Regions from separate parts of the Sus scrofa genome. Here region 2 is linked to region 1. The links are chromatin contacts, called in public Hi-C maps. All regions are on one chromosome and are shown on one strand. The core of a region is the stretch at or near the end of the contact, and the rest is flanking DNA. Distances in the headings are between cores, read along the strand shown. Region 1 overlaps LOC106507478 (a long non-coding RNA gene). Region 2 overlaps LOC102160723 (a long non-coding RNA gene).

Region 1 (6,549 bases), core at 2,192-4,691:
GTTATGGTCAAACACGTTTGAAAGCTACTGCTCTGCTTTGCCATGTTATTTGAAAAACTGGGCTGCCTTGTTGGGACTGCTGGCTGACAAGGACCCTTGCACTGCAAAATGCCAAGGGTTGCCATTCGTATTATTACCAAATCTGTCTCACTGATTGCTATAATAGTTTTATTGGAACAAACTCATGCCATTTGTTTATGTATTTTCTATGACAGCTTTTGTGCTACAAACAGAGTAGCCAGATTTAGCAAATAAAAATACATGGTGTTTTGTGTTTTATCTTGCCACCCCAGCTATAATGACAAAGCTGAGTAGTTGTGACAGACCGTATGGCTCATCAGGTCAAACATATTCTTCGGACCACTGCAGGAAAATCTGCCTCTCCTTGATCTATACGAAGGGCCCCTTTGGAATTGGGCAGTACCCGGATGATGCAGCTGGACCTGGTGGCTCTATCGCTGGACAAGAGCCTCTTGGATGTTTCACTTCTTTCCAACTTCTTGTTTTTCCATTGCATTTCAGTGTTTGCTTCTCTCCATGACCCTGAACGAAGGCTGTGTGAACAGAGAGCTTCCCTTCCCTTCCCAGGAGCTGGCCTGCCAGTCTCTCCCAGAACTGCCCTTTGTCCCTGCTGCTGGCTGGCCCCCCATCACCACTGCTACTCTTCCCAAGCCTCTGGCCCCTTGGGACATCTATGAATGGAGGACTTTGGATCCTTTCTATAATAAACCCTGAGTGACACCCTTAAAGAGAGGAGTGGGGTTTGGGAATAATGTGAAAAACTGTGAAATTCTCCCAGTGCTGGGGGCCCAGCCCAGTTTTGGACAGTGAATCATGGCCTCAGCCAAGATGTTCTCATTACAATCTAGGTTGACCTCCTTGCAGGAGTGAATGCTGTTGCCTGAAAACATAGGCAGCTGCTCAGCCTCCTCCTCCTCCCTGGCCCTGCCTCACTCCCTGGTGGTCTGGTGTTTCACATCCCTCTTTCTCTCTCTGTCCATGTTTTTTCTGAGCCACTGCCTCATCTCAGTTACGAGCCTGGTCCAAAACCTACCCACGAACAAGAACTAGAATGATGGGAATGATGGCTCAGCTACTTATCATTATAAATTTTTTTTTTTTACCAATTAATCAATTGAGTGTATTCCAACAATTGAGTTGGTTTAACATTAGAAAATCAGTCAGTGTAACTAACCACAGTGACAGATTAAGGAGGAATAAATTTAGTAAGCTTGTCTCAATAGATGAATAAGAAGCATATAGGCCTATGTCATTATCATCTGTATAAACCTTTTCACAAACTAAGAATAGAAGGGAACTTCCTTAATCTGATAAAAGTCATGTGAAAAAAATCTCTGGCAAACCTCACTTTAGGATTTTGAAAGTCCCTCCTTCAGACCAGGAATTAGCAAAAGATGCCTTATTCCACAGTTTCTTTTTTAAAAAATTTTTTCTTATTACTTCTTTTACTATAGACGCTCGCGTTCACATCATGCCTGGAACGAGAGATTTAACTCTGGGGCCTTATGTCTAGGTGAATACCAGCAGCTAGAATGGTCCAGAAGAAAGCCAAAAATACAGCCAAGTGCCTGGACATTGCTTTTTGAGACATGCTTAGGTGAATCAGGGTTTACGGAAGAGTAAGGTTAGATGGAATCTCTCTTGATCATCAGATGCTGGTCCTTCATTTTATACTTTAGATCAGGAGATGTGAAGAAGGGCCACCCAAAGTCATAGTGGAAAAAAGTGGCCACATGGTCCCCTAAGAAGTCGGATGTGATGGTGTTACTTTCTCCATGTCTCTGTGGGATGGAAGTAACAAGCTTTCTTTGTTTCCGTTCTTGGCTTTATCATCCTTGTTTGCCTTTGATAGTGTTGCCACCTTCAACATGATTGACCAGGACTGGGGACCAGCCACCGGGAAAGGCCCTTTGCATATTTTGCCTTATCTGATCATCACAACAACGCTGTGAGGTAGGTATTATAACACTGAATTAGCCCTTGACTGGATGTCTGTTTGAATTTTACACCTTTTGTTTTGTTTTGGTCAACTGCTAGTTTTCTGTGCCTAGAATGTGTCTGGCACATAGTAGGTGCTCAGTAAATATTTATGGGTGAATGAATCTATGGCACAAGGAAGAGATCATTGCGTTGGTGGGTCTCCAGCTTGGCTCATCATGAGAACTGCTTCCCGAGCTTTTCAGAAAGCCAATGCTACACCTCTGGAGATTCTCAAGTGAGGCCCAGGAATCTGATTTTTAGTACACTTCCAACAGATGCTGGTGCAGCCAGCTCAGACCCAGGCTGCAGGAAAAAATGTGGCATCCACTGCCACCATGCTATATTGCGTCACTAAAATGTGTGATTTTTAATGCTTCTCAGAGTAAAGAAAACCACCATTTATGTTTCCCAGTTTCATGTGGCTGATCTTCCGTCCTTCTGACAGACTTTCACATTTCCGAATGTTACAAATTGCTTTCTTTTTCTGGGATGTCAGGACATAACATTGGATCTTGGAGGCAACTGGCCCTTCCCAATGGAGCCCCCCAAAGTCATGGCTAATTCTTGTTCTCAATCCAATTATCTTTTCACAAAAGAAAGAAGCCTCTCTTATTTATTCTAGAGGAGAGAAGACTCAGGGGTAATCTAGGTGCCATTAAATATCAGTGACTCTTAAGTAAGGGGAAACAGAATTGTTCTAGTTACCAATAAGGTACATCTAAGATTGGGGTAGTCCTTTTAGGGCCACGCCAGCGGCACATGGAGGTTCCCAGGTTAACTGAACTGGAGCAACAGCGGCCGGCCTACACCAGAGCCACAGCAACTTGAGATCCGAGCAGTGTCTGCAACCTACACCACAGCTCATGGCAACGCCAGATCCTCAACCCATGGATGGAGGCCAGGGATCGAACCCGAGTCCTCACGGATACTAGTTGGGTTCGTTAGCCACTGAGCCATGACGGGAACTCCAGATTGGTGTAGTCTTAAGTCTTGTCAAGCCAAGAGAGTTCCAATTGACATCTCTTATTCTGGTGTCATTATTGATAGTGTCCCTTTTTAGTCTTAAACATGAACTTGGGTTTGGGCCATAAATAAAAGGGTCATTCCATGTAAGACCAGAAAGAAAAAAAGCTAAAGGAGATAAGTTTCTGTTCATTACCAGGAAGGAATTTCCACGAAAAGTGAAAAAATAAAAAATAAAACAAAAAAGCCCAAGATAAGCAATAAGGCTGCCAAGTTAGGGAGTGAGTTTCCTGTGCCTGGAGGTGTTAAAACAGAAGGCACATGGCAATTGGTTGGGGAGGATGGAAAGGAAGTAAGCATCAGAGGATGACCTTGGAAGTCCCTTTTGACTCCACCTCAGGGGACAGCAGAATCTGTGATGCCTGAGCTGTGGCAGGAGCATGCATCACACCCACACCCAGGGGGAGAGAAGCTGGGAACAGCAGGGCCTGTCCTCCTCCTCCTTGGGTGGAAGGCCATCCCTTGGGCAGTAAATACAAGATGTTTCCCAGTACTGAGGAACTGGAGAAGGCTCAAGGTATTTGGGATTTGGCTCTTAACATCACACCCGAGGTCCAGTGGCCTCTGCTGAGCAGATGAGGCAAAGCCTCAGGATGTGAGTGCACTAGATGGCCTTCCTTTCCTGGGAGCCACATCTGCTCCCATCTGTCATGGTGAAAAGTGCATAAAAATTTAGGCCACCACTCTGTCCCCTCCCCTTCCACCCCCAGGTCACTGGGCAAAGGTCCATTTGATCTTTGGTGGAGTCTGACCCCGGCTCACACGGAGTATCTCAGAGCTGTGCCAGGCGTTAGGGAGTTCCCCAGCATTCTTTGGGGGAGTTATCACTCTCAGCCCTGCCCTGCTTTCTAGGCCCTTCCACAGTTAGAAACTAAGGCACTGACCACTGCGAACTTCAAGATCGCACCCTGCGTTGGCTGCAGGGCCAGGGAGCTAAACCCTAGAATTGGGCACTTTTTTTTTTTTTTTTTTTTGGAAGTCACAGTTTATCCTTATATATTAGATTAGGAGAAAAATGAAGAAACCACAGGTAGCAGGAAGAAGCAAGAGTCTTCTAGGGTCTGGCATTTGATGAGACAGCTATCCAGTTACTGTGCATTTCTGATGGGTTTTCCATGGCAGAACATAGGGCAGACTCGTGCATGCCCAAGCAGGTTACTCTTATGTCCCAGCTATGTCGCTGGCAGGGTGTTGCTGCCACAGTACGGACTGTGCCCCAGACATAGGGGGATGCTGGTCTGCTCCCACCGGTCTTTATGCCATTCCTCACCACACGTGCTCTTAGCCAGAGTCCGTTTTCCAAGTTCCTGGTTTGGCAGACAACATTCTGCTCAATACAACTTTTGTCACAGGCTGAGATGAGACAGTTGCTTTCTGCTGAGGAACCTAGTGATGGGCTTTGAAGGGACTAGTAGCCAATTTGCTTGCGACATCAAGACGATGTGCAAGTTTCTTCCATGTTGGAAAGGAGCCGAGTCCAAGAGTTGGGTGGAGACACCATCTCCCCACAGTTGTCTTCACCCCCACATCCGCGCCCAGCAATACTCACTTCCGGGCCCCTGAGATTAGGGCGTGGGGCCTTTGCCTCCCGTGACAAGACTGTGCCCAGCAGGAGGGCTCCCAGGCGGGCCTCCTGGACCCTCCCTCCTTGAGCCCCCTTTTTCGAGCCCTCCTCCTCCCTCAGGCTGGAGTGCTTTTCTTTGTTGCAGAATGGAAGCTTCTGGTGCCCTTGGCTGCACCAAGTTGGAGAAGAATGTGAAACAGATAGGGTCAGAGTGCAGGTTCAGTGTTTGGATAAGAGTGGAAATGATGATTTGGTTGTGTTTGTTAATCACGTGTGCCATCTGGAGATTACTTGGCTGTTGTCACTCCTCAAGGAGTGAGATTTGCACAGCAAAAAGGTGTAATACACCAAAGACTTGGAGGTTTAGTATGGGACCCGTTCTGAGTCATTGAGTCCAACATTCCTCCTAGGGCAGGAAAGGCTTTTACTAGGTCCTTAACAGGGGCAGAATTAAATTATTGTTTTCACTAGAGATGACATTTTGTATTTTTAGTATTTTGTTATTTTCTAGTTGTAAAAGTTTTGCACACTTGTGGGAAATCGGAAAGTACAGTCTGGAGAAAAGAGCAGATTTCAAAGGGGAAGATTGTAAATTGGGCTTTAGACATGTTGAGTGGGATAACAGGAGTACCGTGGGTAGGTGGCACTGATCCTTCAGAGTTGCTGCAGAAACATGAGGCTAGGGGAGAAGAGTCCTGCATCGGGCAGGAAGCAGGAATGAAGAGCTGTTGTGGTCCTTTTTAGCTGGTGAGTCTTTTGATTCGATGCTGAGTGTTTTTAAATTTTCTCCTTGTCTTTGGTGTCTTTTGGGTGTGCTTACGAACTAGCTAATACCCATCAAAAGCCCACAATCAAGGAGGGGGTCTCAAAACAGTGTTCGTGATCATCAGTAGCATTTAGGACACAGAGTACTCGTCTTCCTCAGCTTCCTCCCCAAAAACGTATCCCTAAGACCAGAAAATGACATTTTCCTCCTGCTTGATGTTCCCGGAGAGCTGTCACCTCCATTCGCTCATGGGATGGTCAGCACGGCACTGCTGTGCTGGATGTCACCTTCACATCCCTTTTCCAAACAAGAAAACTAAGGCTCAGAAAAGTGAGGCAGCTCATTCAAGAATCTCTGTCCCTTTGCCCAACTCACAGACTTTGGAAATGCTCTTGGGCACGAATGGAGAAAGAGGGCATCTGGGATCAGGCGGATGGCTGCGGAAAGAAGAGTGTCAGTAGGGCAGTTGGTTTTCTGATACTTGGCTGGCCTTTTGTCCATTTGCACAGACTGTATGATGTTAGAATTTTTCATAAGCAAGAGGAGGCCAGCAACAATCTTTGGGAAGCATAACCTTGCTCCATTAAATCTCTAAAAGGGCAAGAATGTCTTATTTAAGACTTTGGTGCCTCTGAAAAGCAGGCTGAGTAAATACCCACAGCGCTAGTGCTACCACATGACTTTGAGCTCCCTTGGGCCCAGCTCCTTCGGCAAAAAAGTAAAACTGGCCACATCACTTCCTGTCTGAGGTCTTTCCAGAGTGGTGGTTCCCAAAGGGTGGTCCCTGGACCAGTAGTATCGCAGCCTTCTGGAAAAACATTAAAAATGAAAATTCTCAGATTCCTTCTCAAAGCTTCCGAATCAGAGATCTGTGTTCCTCTGATGATTTTTGGTACATGTGACATTTTTCGGAATCATTGCTCCCAGGTATAAAGTGGAAGTTCTCAAATGTTCCATAGAGGGACCTCCAAGCCATGATTTCTGGTTACTTCCTTGTCCCCCCCTCTTCATGCTTGCTGTTATTTTCTAGTCGTACCGAACTGCTTGTAGTTCTAAGTATGTATCATGTCATTTTTGCAACTTTAGCTCCCTTTTTAGAAGGACATCCTCAAAAAAAAAAAAGAGTCTGGCTAATTCTTAGCCATCCTTGAAGACCTAGCCTTGGCATCTTCTTCTCCCAAGACTTTTTTGAGGC
Region 2 (6,960 bases), core at 688-3,187, 130 kb after region 1:
CGCCTTGGACAAAAATGAAGATATGAGATCAGTCTGTCATAAAGTGCAGTCTCCTTAGCCCAAAAGTATACAGATCACAGGGGAGAGGCTTCTAAAGTACAGATTTTTGTTCCCACTCAGCTTACAGAATCAAACACTCTCAGGGTAGAGGCTGAGAATCAACATTTTAAACAAGTTCCTAGTGCTTTTTAATGCCCAGTAAAAGCACCATTTTGTTAAGCCAGGAATGAATCTGGATATTAGAAAAGTTAAACCTTTCTGTTATTCTTTGGTCCTTTTTCTGGAAAAATACATAAATAATTAATGCAACCCAAACAAAAAACCTTGTGTATCCAGCTTCAAGATTAGGATCCTAAGTAGTCAAGAGAGAGCAAATTTACAAGATTAAAACTTCTTTCCCCCTTCCCTTGCCTACACATCTATAGGCCAGTGCTAATCGTGGGCCTTCCATGTGGTTGGTTATGCTGCCGAGTAATCACGTAAAATACAAGGCACGGTTACTCCATGTGTGGCTTCTTATCAGTTTGGAGCACATACATTTCAATGTGATTCAATGTGAAATCAGCCTCGAGGGTGCTTTTCTGTGGCATCTGTACATATCTAATTTGGAAGGAAACATGTCCCTTTGGGCTAAGAGAAGATACCAATATTTCGATGCCATTTTGCTTTGTTCATGTATGTCTTTCTGCTTTTCCCCTTCGCCACATTAAATTGTTTAAGAAGGTGAACCCATTTCATAAGGAAGAGTTCGCTCACATTTTAACTGAGCAGAAGCCGAGTTCAGCCTTTGCCGAGAGAGCCTTGCCCTACGCGGCCTGGGTCAGGAATGGGAAGGCAGAAAGCCAGTGCTGGGCTTTAAGACGGACAGGGAGAGAGGGCTGAAGAAAAAGAAAGAGAAGTCAAAACCTTCCAGGCTTATCCGCTCCATCTACTTCCTGCCTATAACACACATGGGGGGTTAATTCCTGGGAGGCAGGAAAAGACTCACCGTGCATTAAAATTAAACCGTGTGGAGAACAAGTAAAATTCCAAACAAATCCCAAAGCAATGTGCGTGGAAAGAGCAGAGGCCCCTGAAAAATGCTGCACTCAGATGTCTAAGCCTCACAGAGGCCTGGACTGGCAGAACCTTGGAGCTCAAGAGATCCAGAGAGAGGGCCCGCCTAGGACAGAGGATGAGCATGAACCCCAGAGCGGTGCCCCTCTTCCCCCCTGCCCCCCCCACAGCAAGTCAGTGGCAGAACTGGTCCCCACAGGGCACTGCTGACTTTGAGCCCCCCACCTGCCTCTGCCCATCCAAGTTTTAGATGATTTCCCCACTATGTGGTCCAAACGGAACCCTTTCTGTCCAATGAGTGACCCAAAGAGGGCTGTCTCATCACTGCTCCCCAAGTAAGCCGGTGGCCTAGCCTCATGAGGCAACAACATCATTGCACGCTGTGTCTCCTAAGTCTAAAAACCAGCCAGCCTCTAAGATGACAACACATCCCCGGTCTATTTTTTTCAGCGGCCTTTCAAAGCTCCAGGCCTGGCTTTGGGGCAGGAGGGTCCGTGTGCATATGTGTGTGCATGCGTGAGTCTGAAGGGGTAGAGGCGAGGGGAAAGCCCGCTGTGTGCACGCGTGCCTGGAACAAGCTTTGATCCGCATCGTGCACCGCCCAGTGAAACAGCCTGTAACCAGCAGTGCCTCTGGAGCCTGATCCAGCAGCCATGGGCGCTTTTTTTAGATGACCAAATACCTTTGCCATGAGACCACTGCACTTGCCGGAGGGGGCGGTCCCCTCATCAGTCACCTGCTGTCATTCTTTTCAGGGGGCCCAGGACACTCCAAGGAGCCTTAATCAGGCTCTGATTGGGCCCTTCAGCTTCTTGACAGGGCTTTCCCAGGTGAACGGGAGACAAATGTGGTTTCTCATTTATGTTTCTTATCACGGGTCTATAGGGAGGGAATAACAAGGGCCCAGGAGCCCATTAAAAGCCTGCGCTGAGGGTGGGGAGGGGAAGGGAGGGGAGGTTAGGGGAGAAAAACCTGGGAAAGTGGGGAATAAAAATAATAGCCAGCACTTGATTCAACTATTTTATAACAAGTTAAAATCAGACGTCTTCCAGGTCTAAATGGATCCTGCAGTCCCATAATTAAATGGGGAAAACGAAGCTGTTTCATGCCTTATGCTCCCTTTGATCGTTGTTATTTTTGTGACTAATGTGTAACCGGAGCTTCTCGTTCTGGGGCCGGAGCCTCGGAGCCTCGCAGGGGCAGCTGCCGAGAGAGAGCGCCGGGTGTCCCGTTGTCAGCCTGCGAGGGCTGCCTCAGGGCGGGAGCCTGACCCGGCCCCAGTCAAACCGCAGCAGAAGCAGAGCCCAAGAGAAGCACCTGCCTCTGTCTGCCTTTTCTTCTTGTTTCCCAGGTGCTCCCTCCTCGAGGACTCTCCCGGGAACTGGTGTTTTTTCCCTTGAAGGGAAGGGATGGGGGCATTTAAATGACGTGCAGAAAACGGTCTCTCAAGCCACAAAGAAGGTGACCTCTGAAAGCTCGTGATTGAATTTTCTCTCCCTTTGGTACCTCATCAGTTTCTATTCCTCTCTGCTCTCCTCCGTCCATGTATGCAACACACACACACTCTGAGCATGAGCGTGCATGTACACACAGGTGGAAGCTCTATGGATCTTTCTAGACTAAGGAAGCACCGTCACACTGAAAGGTAAAATCTGTTCATTAACACAACTTCCTCCTCATTTCCTAAGGAATCTGAGCCTGGTGATTCACTAGAGCGCCCTCAGGTGGCACTACATTGTAACACCACTCAAGCCTATGGAAAGGAGGATGATGTGAGAAAAAGAATGCATATATATGTATAACTGGGTCACGCAGCTGTACAATAGAAACTGAAAGGACACTGTAAGTCAACTATAATAGAAAATTTTTTTAAAATAATATGACCTGGTATGATGTTACCATCATAATTCCATTTATCATTTTAAAATGATGTGTGTCACAGAAACAACCAACTTTCCTGGTCGATTCCATTATAATAAACTTTCCTCAGATCTTTCAAAAAAAAAAAAAGAATACCTTTAAGCAGTGTCACCACTTTTCTTTCTTTTTTTTTTTTTTTTTTTTTTTTGGCTTTTGTCTTTTTTAGGGCTGTACCCATGACATAAGGAGGTTCCCAGGCTAGGAGTCCAATTGGAGCTGTAGCCACCGGCCTACGCCACAGCCACAGCAATGCCGGATCCGAGCTGCATCTGTGACCTACACCACAGCTCATGGCAACACCAGATCCTTAATCCACTGAGCGAGGCCAAGGATTGAACCCGCAACCTCATGGTTACTAGTTGGGTTCGTTAACCACTGAGCCACGACGGGAACTCCATTCTTTTTTGGGTGGGCTTATGAAGCTGAGAAATACTTCATGAGATCTTGAGATGGCACAGACCATCCCCCAAATGTGTGTTTAGACAAAGCCTGGTCAACCTCCAGGCTTTGAGGTATGTTCAAGCTCTGGGTTAGAGCCTCGAATGCTCCCTCTCAGCCATGAGCTGAGAACACAGCTCTGAACTGCAGAGACCAAGGTGGGGGTCGGGGGAAGCAGCTGTGCACCTCTCCTCTGCCTCATTAGAGATGCAGCCAGCATCAACTGAGCCCACCTCCCGGCCAAGAGTCTGATGAACCAATTAAAGCCAAAGAGTTCTCATTCACAGTGCTTCTCGAAGGGAGGTTCAGGGAACTCCATCACAGAATCGCCGAAAGCGTTTGTTAGGACTCCAGATTTCCAGGCCCTGCTCTGTACCTGCTGAGTCAGAACCTTTGTACCTGGGACCCAAGGATCTGCATTTTCAATAAGTTTTCAAGTTGATTTTAGGCACAGTAAAGTTTGAGCTACCTCTCTCATTCTTCTCACACCCTCTCGGGTTAGAGATTTACATTTTAACAAAAGCCTTTAATTCCACAAACCAATCGGATGACTTCAGATACAGTGGCAGGGCAGCAAGCAAATACTCTTAGGTGAGTGGACAAGAAAGGTTACCAGGCTTCTCGGTTTTTTTTCCCAGAGAGGCAGCTGCATATGCAGCTATGACAAAGGTCAGTCTTCTCTATTCTACCCCTATGAGTGTACCACAGAGGTAGGGCACATGGAGATGGTGGGGGGTGGCTTCTGGCATAAAGAACTCTAAAAATTTGGGTATCCAGTTGGAGGGGAGAAAGGCCTGCAGAGAGTCACCTCACCTCTAGAGGGCGCCAAGCCAGATGAGAGGAGTGTGAGCTTCGGGTCTCTCCTGACTCATCCATCCCTTTCTAGCTTGGACATCTTGTTCAAGTTGCCCCTCTGTGCCTCAGTTTCTCTGTGGAGGATGGGGGCTAATATTTGTGCCTGCCTAGATATTACGTATGTTAATTATTCATTTCTAAGGGTTCTGAGATTGATGGGAAGAGCCTGTCCTCAGAGATGGGTGTTGGGAATAGTGGATATAAAGTTACACAAAAGTGCTCCACAAGATGGGCCTGCATGAGGGAAAAAGACTACCTGGTGTTATTAAATATATGAAAGTAAATTAGGGCGTTCCCGTCATGGCTCAGTGCTTAACGAGGTTTCGGGTTCGATCCCTGACCTCGCTCAGTGGGTTAAGGATCTGGTGTTGCCGTGAGCTGTGATATAGGTCGAAGCTCGGATCCCGCATTGCTGTGGCTCTGGCGTAGCCAGTGGCTACAGCTCCGATTCGACCCCTAGCCTGGGAACCTCCATAGGCCACAGGAGCGGCCCAAGAAATGGCAAAAAGACCAAAAAAAAAAAAAAAAGAAAAAGAAAAAGAAAAAAGAAAGAAAGTACATTAAATATGTCAAATGAGCTCAGAGCTGCCTTCTTCTCCATCTTCGCCCCCAGTGTCCCTGTCCTGTCTTCTATCACATGAGGCTTCCTTCTGGACATTCTCAGCCTCCTTCCCGCACCACCCCAGGCAAGAGCACTGCATGGCCACTCTCCTTCCTGTCCTTGGCAAGGAGCAGGACGAAGCTGGGGAGGAGGGAAGGACGCTTCCCTTCCAGCAGACGCACGAGAAGCCCCAAGGCAGGCCGCGAAAGGAGCAGAGAGACACCGGCTCCACTCGGGTCAGGCCCCCCGCGCTTACACCCCATCCCGCCACTTACAAATTTTAAGACCCGAGTTAACAGTCTTAAACTCTAAGCCTCAGTTTCTTCATCTGCAAAATGACTCTAAGAAGAATCCCTACCTCACAATCGTTTTAAAGATGCGCAGAGCGAGGCCGTAAAGCGATCACACTGTGTCCGGTGCGCGGAAGTGCCCTACGCGTGGGAACTATTGCGAGTTGATGCGCAGAGGCCCGGCTCCTCAGTCCAGGGCCTGAAGCCCCAGGTGAGGCCTCGCTCTTGTTTTATCCATATTTTACCATTTATTCTACGCTCTTACTCCCACTCGCCTCCTTTCTTCTCCTGCCTGGGATTGCATATATGTCTTTATGTGTACCTTTGAAAAACATGTAGCTTTGATTAATGTGCATGTTAAATTTTAATATCCTTAAATGGTATTGTGCTATAAATCGCTTTCCACCTTTTGCACTCAACACTGAGCTTAGAGCTATCCATGTTACTGTGTGCCAGCGGCTCTCTACTTCACTACAGAACAGGATCACTTGGGGAGCTCTTGAAAAATACCAATATCTAGACCTTAATTCCAGCGATTCTGATTTAATTTGTCTAGGGTGGGGGCCAAGCCTCAGGTCATTCTGAAGTGCAGCCAGGATTGAGAACCACTGCTGTATATAAAGACAGCTCCCTGGACAAGACTTCTCAGGCAGTGAGAGGTACCGAGTCCCTCCTTTTTCTGGCCTAAGCAAGTCCCCGCAGCAAAATCAAGTTATAATGAACCTAAGGGCAGTGGTGGCAAAAGGAAAAAGAAAGAGGGCAACTTGCAGACCTGAGAGTATACCTAAGGAAAGGCCGAAATCAGTCCTACCCTTCCACCCGTTTCGTGAGCACCCCAGAACCACCTGTGGTTTGACTATTTAGTCAGTCAGCATTTTTCGAGCACCTCTGCATGCCAGGAGTTCTGCCGGGTGCAGGGGACACAGTAGGCAACAGGGTAGATGTGGTCTCAGCATTCCATAGCTCTCAAACCTGTTAAATGCAGCTTCCCAGGCCCCCCATTCTCAGAGTTTCCAACTCAGTGGGTACAGGGCTTGGCTCAGGAATCTGCATCTTTAAACAACTGCAATAGTTGACCCCGACACCCTAGGGCCTGGTCATCCTTTGAGGAAAATTCCTTCAACCAATTTATGAGAACCAGGTCATTTTAAGAACATTTTTAACCTATTTCCCGCCCCAGAATTTCTGAGAAAGCAGACCCTCCATTTCCTATATGTCTTCAGCAAGAGTTACAGCCTTGGCTGAGAGATCGGAACTCTCTTCCTCCTGCCAGACACCCCTGCACATAACACCATCACCAATTAAATCATTTGTTGTGCATCTGCCTTAGATAGTTGCTATAGAGACACTGTCACATTGAACCCCTAAGGAAACTCTGTAAGTTGTCTCACTTTTCATGTGAAAAAACTGGGCTCGTGTTGGTTAAGGGTCCTTCCCAAGGTCATGCGCCTCCGGAATCTAACTCCACATTCTTCTGGTTGGAATAACCACCCATTCATGCTGTTGGGCCTTCCAAAAGAAAAGAGGCGGAGAGAAACGTGTCCTGTCCACATGCAGCATGATGGTGAGGCGCCTTGCTGCAGAGGCACTGTGCTGCACCCGCCCCTAGAACACCAGGACAGTCTTCAGTTTCCCTGCTTTCTTTTGGAAGCCCCAGCGGCACCAACAGATGGTCATTCTGATCCTACTCCCTGAACCAGCTCTTTGCTGGGTGCTACATTCTTTCCACACACGAGGTATATACATAGGATGTCCTCTTATCTGGCATTAATTGGCACGAGTCGTCCATTGGCTCATCAG

What was found. A called contact is a pair of places that touch in the nucleus more often than the background predicts.
Region 2: a Hi-C map of liver shows a contact between it and region 1, with 5 times the contacts expected there. A contact is called at or near these places in 5 of 47 Hi-C or Micro-C datasets (fetal heart ventricle, liver and retroperitoneal adipose tissue) and 1 of 2 datasets of targeted methods (skeletal muscle).

Annotation. Positions count from the first base shown.
Region 1 is chr5:14,338,675-14,345,223 of Sscrofa11.1, forward strand. The region is part of intron 2 of LOC106507478 (a long non-coding RNA gene); the gene reads right to left. Among named protein-coding and RNA genes, the nearest start is that of NUAK1, 250 kb to the left of the region's middle.
Region 2 is chr5:14,468,609-14,475,568 of Sscrofa11.1, forward strand. All of the region lies in intron 2 of LOC102160723 (a long non-coding RNA gene), which reads right to left. Among named protein-coding and RNA genes, the nearest start is that of C5H12orf75, 280 kb to the right of the region's middle.